Linked DNA regions of Mus musculus: regions 1, 3 and 4 are each linked to region 2. A link is a contact called in public HiChIP or PLAC-seq and promoter capture Hi-C data. All regions are on one chromosome and are shown on one strand. Each heading gives the region's core, a stretch centred on a gene start, on an enhancer-like site or on the middle of the called end of the contact. The rest is flanking DNA. Distances are from core to core; before and after follow the strand shown. Region 1 has its middle 22 kb from the start of Gm32930. Region 2 holds the start of Cda (cytidine deaminase). Region 3 holds the start of Pla2g2e (phospholipase A2, group IIE). Region 4 holds the start of Ubxn10 (UBX domain protein 10).

Evidence for each region. HiChIP or PLAC-seq counts read pairs in DNA pulled down with a chosen protein or histone mark. Capture Hi-C pulls out chosen DNA fragments and counts their contacts.
Region 1: an H3K4me3 HiChIP or PLAC-seq map of forebrain shows a contact between it and region 2, with 4 times the contacts expected there. The contact joins the enhancer-like site here to the promoter of Cda in region 2. A contact is called at or near these places in 5 of 39 promoter capture datasets (3T3-L1-derived adipocytes, the C10 cell line, embryonic stem cells and 1 more), 1 of 484 Hi-C or Micro-C datasets (the N1E-115 cell line) and 3 of 115 datasets of contacts at active chromatin or transcription factors (embryonic basal ganglia, embryonic stem cells and forebrain).
Region 3: an HNF4G HiChIP or PLAC-seq map of pancreatic cancer cells shows a contact between it and region 2. The contact joins the promoter of Pla2g2e here to the promoter of Cda in region 2. A contact is called at or near these places in 14 of 39 promoter capture datasets (the 3T3-L1 cell line, the C10 cell line, the HPC-7 cell line and 9 more), 1 of 115 datasets of contacts at active chromatin or transcription factors (pancreatic cancer cells) and 1 of 9 other capture datasets (adipose tissue).
Region 4: a promoter capture Hi-C map of adipose tissue shows a contact between it and region 2. The contact joins the promoter of Ubxn10 here to the promoter of Cda in region 2. A contact is called at or near these places in 9 of 39 promoter capture datasets (the 3T3-L1 cell line, the C10 cell line, cranial neural crest and 6 more), 1 of 115 datasets of contacts at active chromatin or transcription factors (pancreatic cancer cells) and 2 of 9 other capture datasets (adipose tissue and embryonic stem cells).

Annotation. Positions count from the first base shown.
Region 1 is chr4:138,839,972-138,842,865 of GRCm38.p6, reverse strand. It overlaps a transcript of Pla2g5 not described here. Among named protein-coding and RNA genes, the nearest start is that of Gm32930, 22 kb to the left of the region's middle. Within about 2 kb of position 1,310, at least 18 of the 459 cell types and tissues checked have an H3K27ac peak or open chromatin away from gene starts, as enhancers often do. A contact at or near this core is called in forebrain, where this site is marked.
Region 2 is chr4:138,366,384-138,369,383 of GRCm38.p6, reverse strand. It overlaps Cda (cytidine deaminase), which reads left to right and starts at 1,429. Exons shown (of 4, transcript NM_028176.1): 1 at 1,429-1,594. The coding sequence starts at 1,441.
Region 3 is chr4:138,876,646-138,879,776 of GRCm38.p6, reverse strand. Pla2g2e (phospholipase A2, group IIE) reads right to left here and starts at 1,835. Exons shown (of 5, transcript NM_012044.2): 1 at 1,705-1,835; 2 at 281-354. The coding sequence starts at 320.
Region 4 is chr4:138,723,927-138,726,977 of GRCm38.p6, reverse strand. It overlaps Ubxn10 (UBX domain protein 10), which reads left to right and starts at 1,713. Exons shown (of 2, transcript NM_178671.5): 1 at 1,713-1,797. It overlaps Pla2g2c (phospholipase A2, group IIC), which reads right to left and starts at 1,653. Exons shown (of 6, transcript NM_008868.3): 1 at 1,490-1,653; 2 at 1,121-1,247.

The DNA of each region.
Region 1 (2,894 bases), core at 61-2,560, 470 kb before region 2:
GGGTTGCAGATCCCTTTAGCTCCTTGGGTACTTTCTCTAGCTCCTCCATTGGGAGCCCTGTGATCCATCCATTAGCTAATGGATTGAACCATATATTTTATATTTTTCCTTTCTCAGCTTTCTCCTTTTCATTAAAACGTTCTTTATAAGACTAAATCAGAGAAAAAAGTCTCTGCTGGGCTTTTTTGAGACTTCCTTTGCCCATGCAATTAATATACATTTCTTTATCTTGGCCTCAGGTAGACTCTTCAGACAAGGGCAAAAAGCAGCCACATTCTTCACCAATATACCACAAAAACAGCCTCTAGGCCACATACTGAAGTTTTTCTCCAGTGAAATCTCTTGGGCCAGGTCCTCACAGTTCAAATCATTCACAGCAACAAAGTCTTCCATATTCCTATTTAGAATAGCCCATTAAGCCCCACTTAAAGCATTCTACTGCTTTCCAAATCCAGAGTCCCCAAATCCACATTCTTCCAAACAAAACCAGTCAGGCCTATCACAGCAATACCCTACTCCTGGTACCAACTTCTGTCTTAGGGTTTTACTCCTGTGAACAGACACCATGACCAAGGCAACTCTTCTAAGAACAATATTTAACTGGAGCTGGCTTACAGGTTCAGAGATTCAGTCCATTATCATCAAGGCAGAAGCGTGGCAGCATCCAGGCAGGCATGGTGTAGAAGGATTTGAAAGTTCTACGTTTTCATCTGAAGGCCGATAAGAGAAGACTGGCTTCCGGGCAGCTAGGTCAAGGGTATTAAAGCTCATGCCCACATTGACATGTGTCCTCTAAGAAGGCCACACTCACTCCAAGGCCACACCCACTCCAACAAGGCCACACCCACTCCAACAAGGCCACACTTCCTAGTAGTGCCACTCCCTGGGCCAAGCATATACAAGCCATCATACACCTTTACTTATTGAGTCATCTACCTGGCCTTTAAACACCTAGCTGGCCGATCGATCTTTAGCCCTCCCTGCCAGTGGTCTCCCCTCACAGCATGCCGCAACCTATCACTGGCCGGGGGAAGACACTGCCTCGGTTTGTTGCATTAAATTTTCCCTCCCATCCTGCATCCACCACTGAAGCCGCTCTCTATGTTTATTTAGATGCATGGTGCCTTGAAAAGGACTCAGTGTTTATGCAACTCTGTGTGTGCTTCTAAATTATACACAGGATCCTGCACCGTACGTCCCCTCCCACTTTTGTGCCGAGACTGAAAATTAGCAGAGACTCACAGCTCCTTTGCCAAAACCAGTCTGGCAGAGTGACAGCTGAGAGAGGAGCCTGGATCTGAGGGAGTGAGAAAAGAGCCTTTGCCAAGCCTTGTGGGAAGCTGGGGCAACCTGGACAGCAGGGTATAGCTGTGAGGAGCCGAGCTCGTGGGTGCTGGAGCAGGCAGAGAGCAGGGTCAGACAGTGGGCAGGGCGGAGGACACTGTTCTTTTTCCTTTCTTCTCTCTCATTATGTGGCCCAGGCTAGTCTCAAATTCAGGCTCCTCCTCAGCCTCTGGAGTGTAGGAATTACAGGTTCAAGCTGCTACGCCTAGCTAGGAGACTTTCTACACTGTATTTTCCTTCTGTTTGCTCCTTGATTCCGAGATAATTGGGCCCTGGAAGTGTGATGATGTCACCAGAGCCCTTTGGGTCAGAGGCTATGCTTTGGAAGCTCGGACAAGCCAGGCTCAGCCACCTGACCTCAACAGGCCAATTAAACAGAAGCAACAGAAACACAAAGAAAGACGTATTCAACATAGCTATGGTGGAAAGAGTAACACAGAGGTCTCATGAACCCCAAATTCATCTCCTTGACACGGCATACATAGGTCTTGACCTGAAGAGAGGCAAGAGGTAACTAATCGGCCTTGGCCAATGCGTGGTCCTACGTCACTCACCCATCTCCTCTGCTCTAACACCCCACAGTGTGGGCTGGCGAGCTGTCAAGCTGTCAGAGGTTGGAGTCTTCCTCTGGCTGGCACCAGGCTTTCGAATTTTTCTTCTCTCAGTGTGACACTCCTGTGGAGATTTCAAGTTCTTGGGACTGTTGTTGAAGGGCAGGGTTCAATGTCTTTCTAGGAAATAGATCTCCATTTCTGTCAGAGTCACAGCTATCCCGAATCACTATCTGGTGAGAAAGGGTGAAAACCAATGCAGGCAGTCTCCTGCCCTCAGAGTCCTTTCCTTCCTCTTCTCCAGTCCTTCTACCTACCGGGGGACACCCAGAATGGCAGGCCACACCTCAGGGTGAGGGTCGTAGCCAGTGCTGCCTCTTCAGGTGCTTGGTGACAAGGTGCTGAACAGAGTAGCTCCTTATGGTGGCAGCAAAGGGGATGGTGGAATGGGAGGTTTATCACTTTTCTGTCCCCTACCCAGAGTGACAGTCACCAGACGATAGGACATTTACCAGACAGCACAGAATGTCCAATTCAGTCCCGCCACATAAAAGAAAGTGTCAGCTGTACAAGGAAAGGGCAAGGATCCGCCAGAAAACCCATGAGTATAAACACTAATTATAAAGAACGTAGTTATTGACAGAGGCCAGCCTGCCGGGCATGAGAGAGCACGCCTGTAATTCCAGTGTAACGGAACTCAGCAGGTTCGCATCTCGGGGGCTGGCTTAGTTTCTTCTCAGTTTGCCATGACAAAACACCCGGACAGAAGCAACTGAGGAGAGATAGCATTTGTCCTGGCTCACAGTTCAAGGTAAGCCCGTGGTGGTGGGAAGTTGAGGTAGCAGGAAGGTGAGGTACCTGGTTGTTTGCAACCACAGAAGAGAGTAAAGACTGCTCCCCAGGCCTCCGTTCCTTTTCTCTTTTAACGACTTTAGGGCCCCTAGTCCAGGGCGTAGTGCCAACCACAACAGCGTGAATGGGACTCATGGCATCAATTCG
Region 2 (3,000 bases), core at 180-2,679:
CTGGAAATGGTGAAAGGGGACACGTAATGGAGGGAGATGTCGGGAGAAAATGAGGCAAAACTTACCCACCAGGCACTGGCACTGCCGGGCATGGGTTTCATCTATGTATGGCTAGGAGCCCAGGGTCCTGGGTACAGGGTTGCTAAACTATTGGGCAGAGGTGTCTGCTTGTGGGGTGGGGTGGGGGTGGGAGTGGGGAGATGCTGCCCCGTTCTCTGCTCTCTCCTGCCTTCTTCCTCCCAGTCCTCAGCACCACACAAGCCCTCAGAGAAGCTGCTGATTCACTCCTGCTTGGTGACCATCCGGCGACACTTGGACATGTCTGGCTGTGCTGGCTGCAATCCGGCCCACTCTCTATGGACTTGGCCAAGTCACTTAAGGACAATAAGCCGGTTTGTTTGAAGTGTTCCCATGTGCCACTTCTATATCCTCTCCCCACAGACTCCCTGGACCATATTATCATCTCAGTCTGGTAACCACAGGAAGGGACTGCCAATTGTGCACCCATTTTGTAGATAAGGAAACTGAGGCTCTGAGAGGTAGCGCAGCTCTTCCTGGGAGAGCTAATAAACAGATACCTGGAACCCAAGCCACAGCCCACTCTAATCCAAAGCTCCCACACGTCTGTTGCTACCCCCACTGTAGACAGCAAACGTGCCGACGTCTGACAAGGAACCCACTAACATTTGTGTGTAAGACAAAGAGAACAGCCAGGGTGTAAATCCATTTCCGGTACCACCAACCCAACAAGGTTCATGAAGAGGAAGGAAGGAAGGAAGCGAGGGAGGAAGGGAGGGAAGAAGAAGGAGGGCCCTGTTTCCCTCCAGCTGGGATGGTTTTAATGGCTAGGTTAGGACAGGAAGGAAATGAAGCCAAGCTACTGAAAACAGAGACGTTTCCTCGGCTTCGCATACCTTCTAACTTGGCACGCTGACATGGTTGCCCAAGTTCTGAACTTTCAGCCTGAACCCTTCTCTCGGTGTAAAAAACAAGCCATTAAATATTCTGAGGAATCAGGATCCTTTGAGCTTTGACCTCAGGTGTCACACAGACCCACCCAGAATCCTCCTCCCTGGGACTGTGTCTACAGCCATCCACTGAGGTGGCACCCGCCCTGTGGCCCACTCTTGATCTATGTTGACAGTGAGTGAAGTTGTTAAAGGAAACTGTCTCACTGGTGGGCACCACATACCGGTCCACCGTGGGACCCCCGCAGCTCAGTCGTAAACTCCATATCCTCCGGGCTCCCGCCCTGGGAGACTCACTGGGCTGCCAAGTCCTGGCCAGCATCCCGCCAGCCTGGGAGCCAGCCTCCAGGTCTCCCTCTAGCGCAGGGACACACCCCGGGGGAGGAGCCACCTCTTCTTGGCCAGTGCGGGCAGACGGCCAGCACCGGTTTCCTCTCCTCTGCAGCGACCAGCTCACCCGCCTCGGACCGACATGGCCCAGGAACGCCCCTCCTGTGCTGTGGAGCCCGAGCACGTCCAGCGGCTGCTGCTGTCCTCTCGTGAGGCCAAGAAGTCAGCCTACTGCCCCTACAGCCGCTTCCCTGTGGGGGCTGCCCTGCTCACCGGGGACGGGAGGATCTTCTCTGGTAAGGGCTGTCGCCGGAGTCCACTCTGGGGCAGCATGAATGGGGCCCAGGTACAGGTGAAGAGGAGAAACAGCGTGGTCCCCTCCTCACTGCTCCTCCCCTGCTCTCACCGAGGCTGTGGGCTCACTCAACTGCTTATCTGCACAGTGCCTCTCTGTTCTTAGAAGTCTGGAGTGGGGAAGGGAATTTGCACGTGAGATTAGAGGGAGAAGCCAAAATGAAAACCGTCCACGACCTGCATGGCAGGAGACTCGGATTACTTACTGAGTGTCCTGTATGCCCAGTATTCACCTCCCATCCGTTAGTTCTTTCTCTGACCTCCTGCCCAATATTAGACCCATTTTAAGATGAAGAAGTTGAGGCCAGAGGCATGTCCTAAGTTACAGGAGGCACTGGTGATGGGACCCAGGGCTGGACCTCCCAAAGCCCCACCTTCCTGCACCCTGGGGTGCTGGGATTGGCTGGGGAGGGATGGCATCAGGCAGACAGAGCGTTGTTTGTTTGTTTGTTTGTTTGTTTTTGGAGGAGAGGATCCAGACACCGTCTGGGAATCCAGCAGTCTTTACTGAGTTAACAGGATCTGCCCTGAGCTCATGTTTATAGACCCTCAAGCAGGCCAGAATGGGCTGCAGCTATGGTGTGGTACTCGCTCACACAAGGGTCTGGGTTTAGGGGAACAAAAGGAGGGGAAAGAGAATAAGGGAAGGAGAGAGTGGTAGAGAAGGAGAAGGGAGGGAAGGAGGAAGAGAGGGAGGAAGAAGGGGAGGAGGGAGGGAAGGAAGGAGGAGGGAGGAGAGGAGGGAGGAAGGGAAGGAAAAGAAAGGAGGGTGGAGGGGGAAGGGAAGAAGGAAGGGAAGGGAGGAGGGAAGGAAGGAGAAAGGAGGAGGAAAGAAGGGAGCTTGGTAAACTTAAGGACATGTTCAGTTGGGACATGGTGTGGACAGGTGACAACTACAGTGCCCATTCGTATGCCTTGTTGACTGAGCCTCTGTGAGCTTCATGAATCACCCAGCTGTGTGACAAAACCTTCCCTGGGGAGATGCAACACAAGTCTACTCACCCCAGAGAGGGAGCCCACAACAGGTCGAAGTACAGATACCTCCAAAGTCCAACTTGGTGAACCAACTGGACTTACCTACAGGAATATGGGTGAGGGGTCACTTACAGGAGCAGAAAGGACTCAAAAAACCCAGCTGTATCACCAAGGCCCACCCCAGCATGGGTACCAGCTTCCAACGCTGGGAAACTGGAGTTGACTGCACAGCCTGCAGGCAGCTCACAGGTTAGATGGAGAGCATCCTTTCCAGGTGGCTTGGTTGCTGTAGCCCTCTTTCAGGCAGCTCAGCGTCTTTCCTCTGAGAGGGACCCTGAGCTTTTACTGTCTACTCTGGAAGGGGGGCAGGGGT
Region 3 (3,131 bases), core at 586-3,085, 510 kb before region 2:
TCTCCCCAGCAGCTCTGTCCCAGAATCTTCTGATTCTGCGGTGGGGAGGCACTCATCCCCACAGGCTGGGGATCCCATGGCTCTCAAACCCTTTCCCACTGCATTCTTCTGGGCCCTTTCCCCTGCCCTTCCTCTCTTCCAGTCAGTGCTGCCTCAGGAGCCTTAGGATGGCCAGGTGGGTGGTGGTGGGAAGGCGGGCGGCCTCTAGCGAGCCCTGCTCAGGTATCCAGAGTATGGGGTGAGGGAGGAGAGGAGGAGAGAGGTCATGAAAGTCACTTACCCAGGAGGCAAAGGCAAGCCAGGGCAATGGGAGGTTTCATCCTGGGGGAGGTAGGCAGGGGGCATGGGAGCCTGCTGCAATGGGAGGAAGTGAGCTGGGGCCTCTGATCTCCAGACACCTCCCAATTAGTTAAATACACAGGGCCTGTCCACCCCCGTCATTAACCCTGGAGTGCCCAGTGATGCAATAATTCCGACACTTTGACTAAGTTCCCAGGGGAGGGGCCAGCCAGTTCCCCGGGGGGCTCTTCCGAGGGTGTGTGAAAACAGGGATGGGAGAGTCGTGTGGCCATCTTTCCTTCTGTTCCACCTTCTCTGGACCCCCACACTCTTAAATTGCTAACTTTGCTCCCGGGGTCTGTGCCCCATTTTTTCCCCTATGCTTCCTATTGTGTTCATTTCCTTGTAACCAACCCATTGGATGAGGCCCAGTGCTGTGGAGAAACTGAAGCTTTCTCGGAGCCAAGTTCCGAGTGTGTCCTGTTTCCAGTGCAGAAGTGTTCCTCCCCAACCGTCCCTCTTCATGACTGGTGACTGAGATAACTTGGCCATCTGCTTCTGTCAACACCCAGGGCTTTCTGAATCCTGTTTCCACCACGGATCACGCACGAGGCCCTGGGCAGTCCCTTTCCCTTGCTTGGGACCTCAGTGTTCCTGTCTGTGTTACAGAGACAGGGGCATCCTGCCTCACCTCCTTCATGAGAACTGGCTCGCACTGAGCATGTGCAGGGCCACAGGGGTGTACACAGGGCCAAAGACCCTCCATAGCCCACGACAGGGGGTGAGGTGGGGACTGACACAGACAGACAGACAGACAGACAGACAGACACCTCAGTAAATAAGGAGCTGGAATGTGGACCCAGGCAGCCCTAAAGGGCTCACCAAGGGCCAACTTAGCCCCTTTGGGCTGAGGGCGGGGGTGGGTAGGTGAGCGCTGTGCTACTCAGACCACGATTTGTTTTTTGTTTTTTGTTTTTTAAATAAAATCAGAGGAATGATGTTAATACAGCCTGGACTATGTCTGACTTTATAATAACACAATTATAAAGCCTAATTCTCTCTTCTCTATTTTTCTTCCAGTCTCGGGAAAAACTCTCATGGGAGGAGGCACCTGGGGCACGTGACTAATGACCCCTTGTCCAGCTTCAAGCCTCAGCTGCTCTGAGGGCCTGGGGTCTGTCTGCATTCTGTGGACTTGGCTGGGTCTCAAGAGAAGGAATCTAGACACCCTGGCCAAAGTGCCCTGTCCCTGGGAAGTTTCTCTGAAGAGTCAGGAGGAGAGCTCTGAGTAGCCCGACTCCCTCGGCTATGTGACTGGGGAAGAAAGGTTTTGAACACAGGAGGGGAGTTGTAAACAAGGCTATACACAGGGCCTCAACCCCACATCCAACCCTGCCCATCCACTTCCTGAAACCACACTCCTACCTCTGCCACCTCCCAGGGGCATCTGGGTACTGCAAGCTCTGTCCCTGTTGCAAAGGTGATGGGGACCAAGTCCACCTGCCTGGTACACCCTGCAGCTCTGAGTCACCGTCTACTGAGAGAGGTCTCTTTTCTTGCCATTTCCTTTTGATTTTTAATGAGAGTTCTTCTGGCAGTCCCTAGCTTCTGGCCTGGGTCACGAGGCCTCAAACCATGAGTCATAGGAACAGCTGACTCCCAACAGCATGGCATCGAAGTTTAGTCCCTGGGAGTAGGGAGCGCAAGAGGAGCCTGGATTCTGAGACAGTTTGCTTTTGAATCCTGACCTGGGCAGGATGGGACACTGAATGTTCCCATAGGGCTGTATCATGTTGGAGAAATCTGGGCTAGCTTCCTGGAGGAGGCTACCCCATTGAAGTGCAATGCTAGTGGAAGCTGGACTTAGAAAGGTTCAGACATTCCAGAAAGGGTGTTGGTGTTAGGGCCTTCACACCTCTTGTGCAATGTGGCAGAAATTACAGCAAAGTCAGGACCTGAATCATCTATAAAAATGGAAATAATTAGACTGACTTTTTAGGGCTGTAAGCCAGACAAAGGAGACATGAGATGGCAAGGCCTTTTGTGGGCAGCCTTGTCCTCAGGGGGAACCAATCAATATTGGGCAGGGGGAGGGGGGAAGCATGCAGGGAGCCTATGCTTCCAGCACACTCATGGGACCACTGTCTCTACTTGATAGTCGGATGGAAGGGTGGGGTTCCAGGGTGGCAGCTGGAGTGGTTGACATGGAGGTCAGGATGGATATGTGTGAGACACTGAGGAGCTCAGACTGCAGTGCCATTTTCTTGCTCTTGGTATTTATTTGTATCTTTGGGGGAGCTGGAGAGGCAGCCTAGTTGGTGCAGTGCTTGCTTGGCAGATCTGATGCCCTGGATCTGATGCCCTGCCCTGCGTGACCTGGGTATGTGGGTGCCCATCTGGAACCTCAGCGCTCAGCAGGCAGAGGCGAGAGTGCCAGAAACTAAAGGTCATCTTTGTGTGTGTAGGAGTAGTTTAAGGCCAGCTTGGGCTACATGTCTAAAATAATAAAGAGTAAGGGGTTTCAGGGGGCTGGGCTCAGTCGGTGAGACGGTTTGCTGCATAAGTGTGAGGGCCTGGGTTCAAATCCCCGACACCCACATAAATAGTCACGTGTGGCTGTACATGTCTGGAACCTCAGTGCTTTAGGGAATGGAGACAGGAGGATGACTGGGGCTTGCTGGCTGCTGGCTGTCTCTGTGTTCATCGAGAGAGACTGTTTCAAGGGAATAAGAGAGTGAGAGAGCAGGATACCTAATGTCTTCCTCTGGCCTCTTCATGCACATTCATGGGTGTGTATACCTGTGAGTACAGGTATGCAACACATGTACACACAAGCACACACATGTGTACAT
Region 4 (3,051 bases), core at 464-2,963, 360 kb before region 2:
TGATCGCATCCAACAGGCTCTCCTTCCCTTGGCTCAAACTTTACTGAAAACGGTATTCTTTACAATTCTATCCATGAGCAATGTGTCTTTCCAACCCAACTGTGGATGTGCTGACAAGGCCTTAGAACTCTGCTCATATCAAAATCCTATCCCTGCATGAAGCAGGTAACAAAGATGTGGCCATGAAGTTAGGTAGTGAATCTGTGGTTCTTAACTGTCTATTAGTTAACTTCTACTAGTTCAATCACTAAATTACTCTAAGGGTCTGTCTAGAGCAGAGTCCAACGGGACTCCTTTTAAAGCAGTTTTTTTTTTCTTGTTTGTTTGTTTTGTTTTGTTTTTGAGACAGGGTCTCCCTATGTAGTCATGACTGTTCTTGAACTTGCTCTGTAGACCAGGCTGGCCTTGAACTCAGAGATCCGCCTACCTCTTCCTCCTGAGTGTCGGGATTAAAGGAATGCGCTGTCACTTCTCAGCTTTAAAGTCATCTTAATGCCAGCTTGGAAGGAAGAGTTGATTAGATTGGAACAAAGACAGGGAGGAATTGGGCAAGTGAAGGGACAGGCTAAACTAGGGAAGAGTCTTCATTTAAGTCAAGGTTTCAACAGAAGCAAGGATATTGGGCCTAGGGAGGGGGAGAGTGTGTGTGTATGTGTGTGTGTGTGTGTATGTGTGTGTGTGCGCGCGCGCGTGTGTGTGCGTGTGTGCGTGTGTGTGGCTGTGGTTGGGAAGCACCTCAGAGACAGCTAACAGGGATGGGATCAGATGACCATTCTAACAGACCAGAGGCAAGAGAGCAATCGTGCAAAGGCTGGGAGCCCTCTGGTCTGACAGCAGACAACTAAGAAGGTTCACATTCAATGGTTTCTATTTTCCTTTGCAGAGGGCAGGAGACTGTCATCCCACAGGGAGGGAGGAAGGAAGACGGCATGTGGGAGGTTTTTAGAGGACAGATAGGATTTGAAATAGCTATTGGAGAGGGCAGGAAACAGAAGGCTGGCCAGGGAGGGCAGAGGGTCTCATGTGTGTGACATGTCATGGCTCGGTGTGGGTTGGACAGATTCCAGCTAAGGCATCCATCACACTGATGGGATGACAGTAGGGCCAGGAGGACTCTTACCAACAGAATGGCTGAGGTAGTGGACCATAGCTTCTGAGAAAGCAGTCAGGCTGCCGGCCTCCAAAACTCAAAGCTGTTGGGAAACGCGGTGAAGTGGCTGGAGTTGCTGACTGTATATAGTTAGACCCTTAAGGAGGAAATAGGAGATACAGGTGGTGATCACAAGACTGGTGGCCTGGGGGTGGGAACCCCCATGACAACATACCCTAAAAAAATCACCACCCAGATTCTAAGGGTCTCGTTTTAAAACAGTTGCACAACCCTGTTTAAAACAAGGACACTGGCAAAGTCAGGCCAAGGATTGACAGGGATTTGTTCCTGGTCCCTACCCCCGACTCCAGGGCAGGGCTCCCTCTCCCCTGAACGCACATTCCCCAGGAGACACAAGAGTCAGGCCAGGTCAGGAAGAAGAGTTCCAATGGCAGGGGTCCAGGCCCAGGGCCCTGTGGCCTCCATGGGGCAGGGCCACACCAAGGTCCTGAGCCTGGAATCCGTGAACCACCTCTGCCCCTCCGCCCTCCGTGCCCTAGTCCAATTCAGCTTGCGGTCCAGGTCAGGCAGGTTCCGGTCCCACCGGAAGCACGTGGCCCCCACCCCTTGGCGGTTGCCAGGGAGACAGGGCTGTTTACCAGCTGGTCGCAGCCAGGCACCGGAGGCGGATGGAGCTGAGCTGCGAGGTGAGAGGCCCGCTGTGGGTCCCCAGAAACTGAGAGGCAGGCATTTGAGTGGCCCTCCCCAGGGACAGAGCCAACCTGGCTGGAGCCTGAGTCTGCAGCAGCTAAGGGAATCTCCTGGGAGGGGCGTCTACAAGCCAGTCCCTGGACCCAGATCCAAAGAGAGAGAAGGGAGTCGGGGTCATGTGCAGAGGCAGGAGCTGCAGGGAGCCTCCCACAGCTCCAAGTGCCCTTTACCCAGGTCTGCATTCACGTTCCAGACCTTTCTGCCATTCCCGGAACACTCCTCTTCCTTCTGCACTTGAAGCTTTGCTTCCAGACCTGCCAGACCACGGAAATAATAGAGGCCTCTCCCCAACCCCCTCGCCCGCCCTTCTATCCTGGAATCAACCCCGGTTCTCTCTCTTCACTCACTTGGTGGCTTGTGGTTTCCCACATTGTAATCTCTGGTTTGGGGTAGCATAGCGAGTGGTTTCGATCCTCTCTCTCTCCCTCTCTCCCCCTCCATCCCCCGGGGTTGGTTCCTTTACAGAGTTTAATTTTGTAAGCCAGGCTGGGGACTATGGGGTGGCGGCAGTGGGTGGTAGTAACTGATAAACAATTTTAAAAGACCAATGCACGTGTACATGTCCCGGTATATGCCAGCAGATGGTTCGTAGGAGGGTGTATTTTGCTGCTTGCGCTGTAGGTTTAGATTTGGGCTGTGAAGTACCATGGTCTGACCCTATGGTGGCTTGTGGGCACCATTGGAAAACCACGGGAATCTTGATTTCATTTGTATCCAATGTCCCTTCCTTCCTGTTCGTGTGGTGATAATCCTAAGGAATGGGCACCTGCCCTTCTGGAGGGCAACATCTTGAAAATAGTGGCCCGTGTTTTGTTTCCTGCTTCCTAGCAGGCGTCTGCCTCCTAGCTATTGTGTTTAAGTAAACAGGCTACTTGTCTCTTCTGCTGGCAGCGTGATGGATGCCTACGCCTAGACGTTGTCAAATCACTTTGTAGTTGAGTGTCTGCCAGGCCCTAGAGGTGATGAAATAAATGAGCCATGCAGGGATTGTGCTGTCGCAGGAGCCTAGACAGAGGGCAAAGGTAGAGTTTGGGACCCAGGGTGTGTGTGTGTGTATCTCTGAAGGCGCCATGGCTGCCGTTCTCCAAACACCTGTTTCCTGTAGCATCCTGCCCTCCTTCTGGGTGGGGGTGGGAGCTGGTGTTCCCTCTGTGTAACAGATGGTCTCTGTGCTGGGTAGGAGGCGGTGG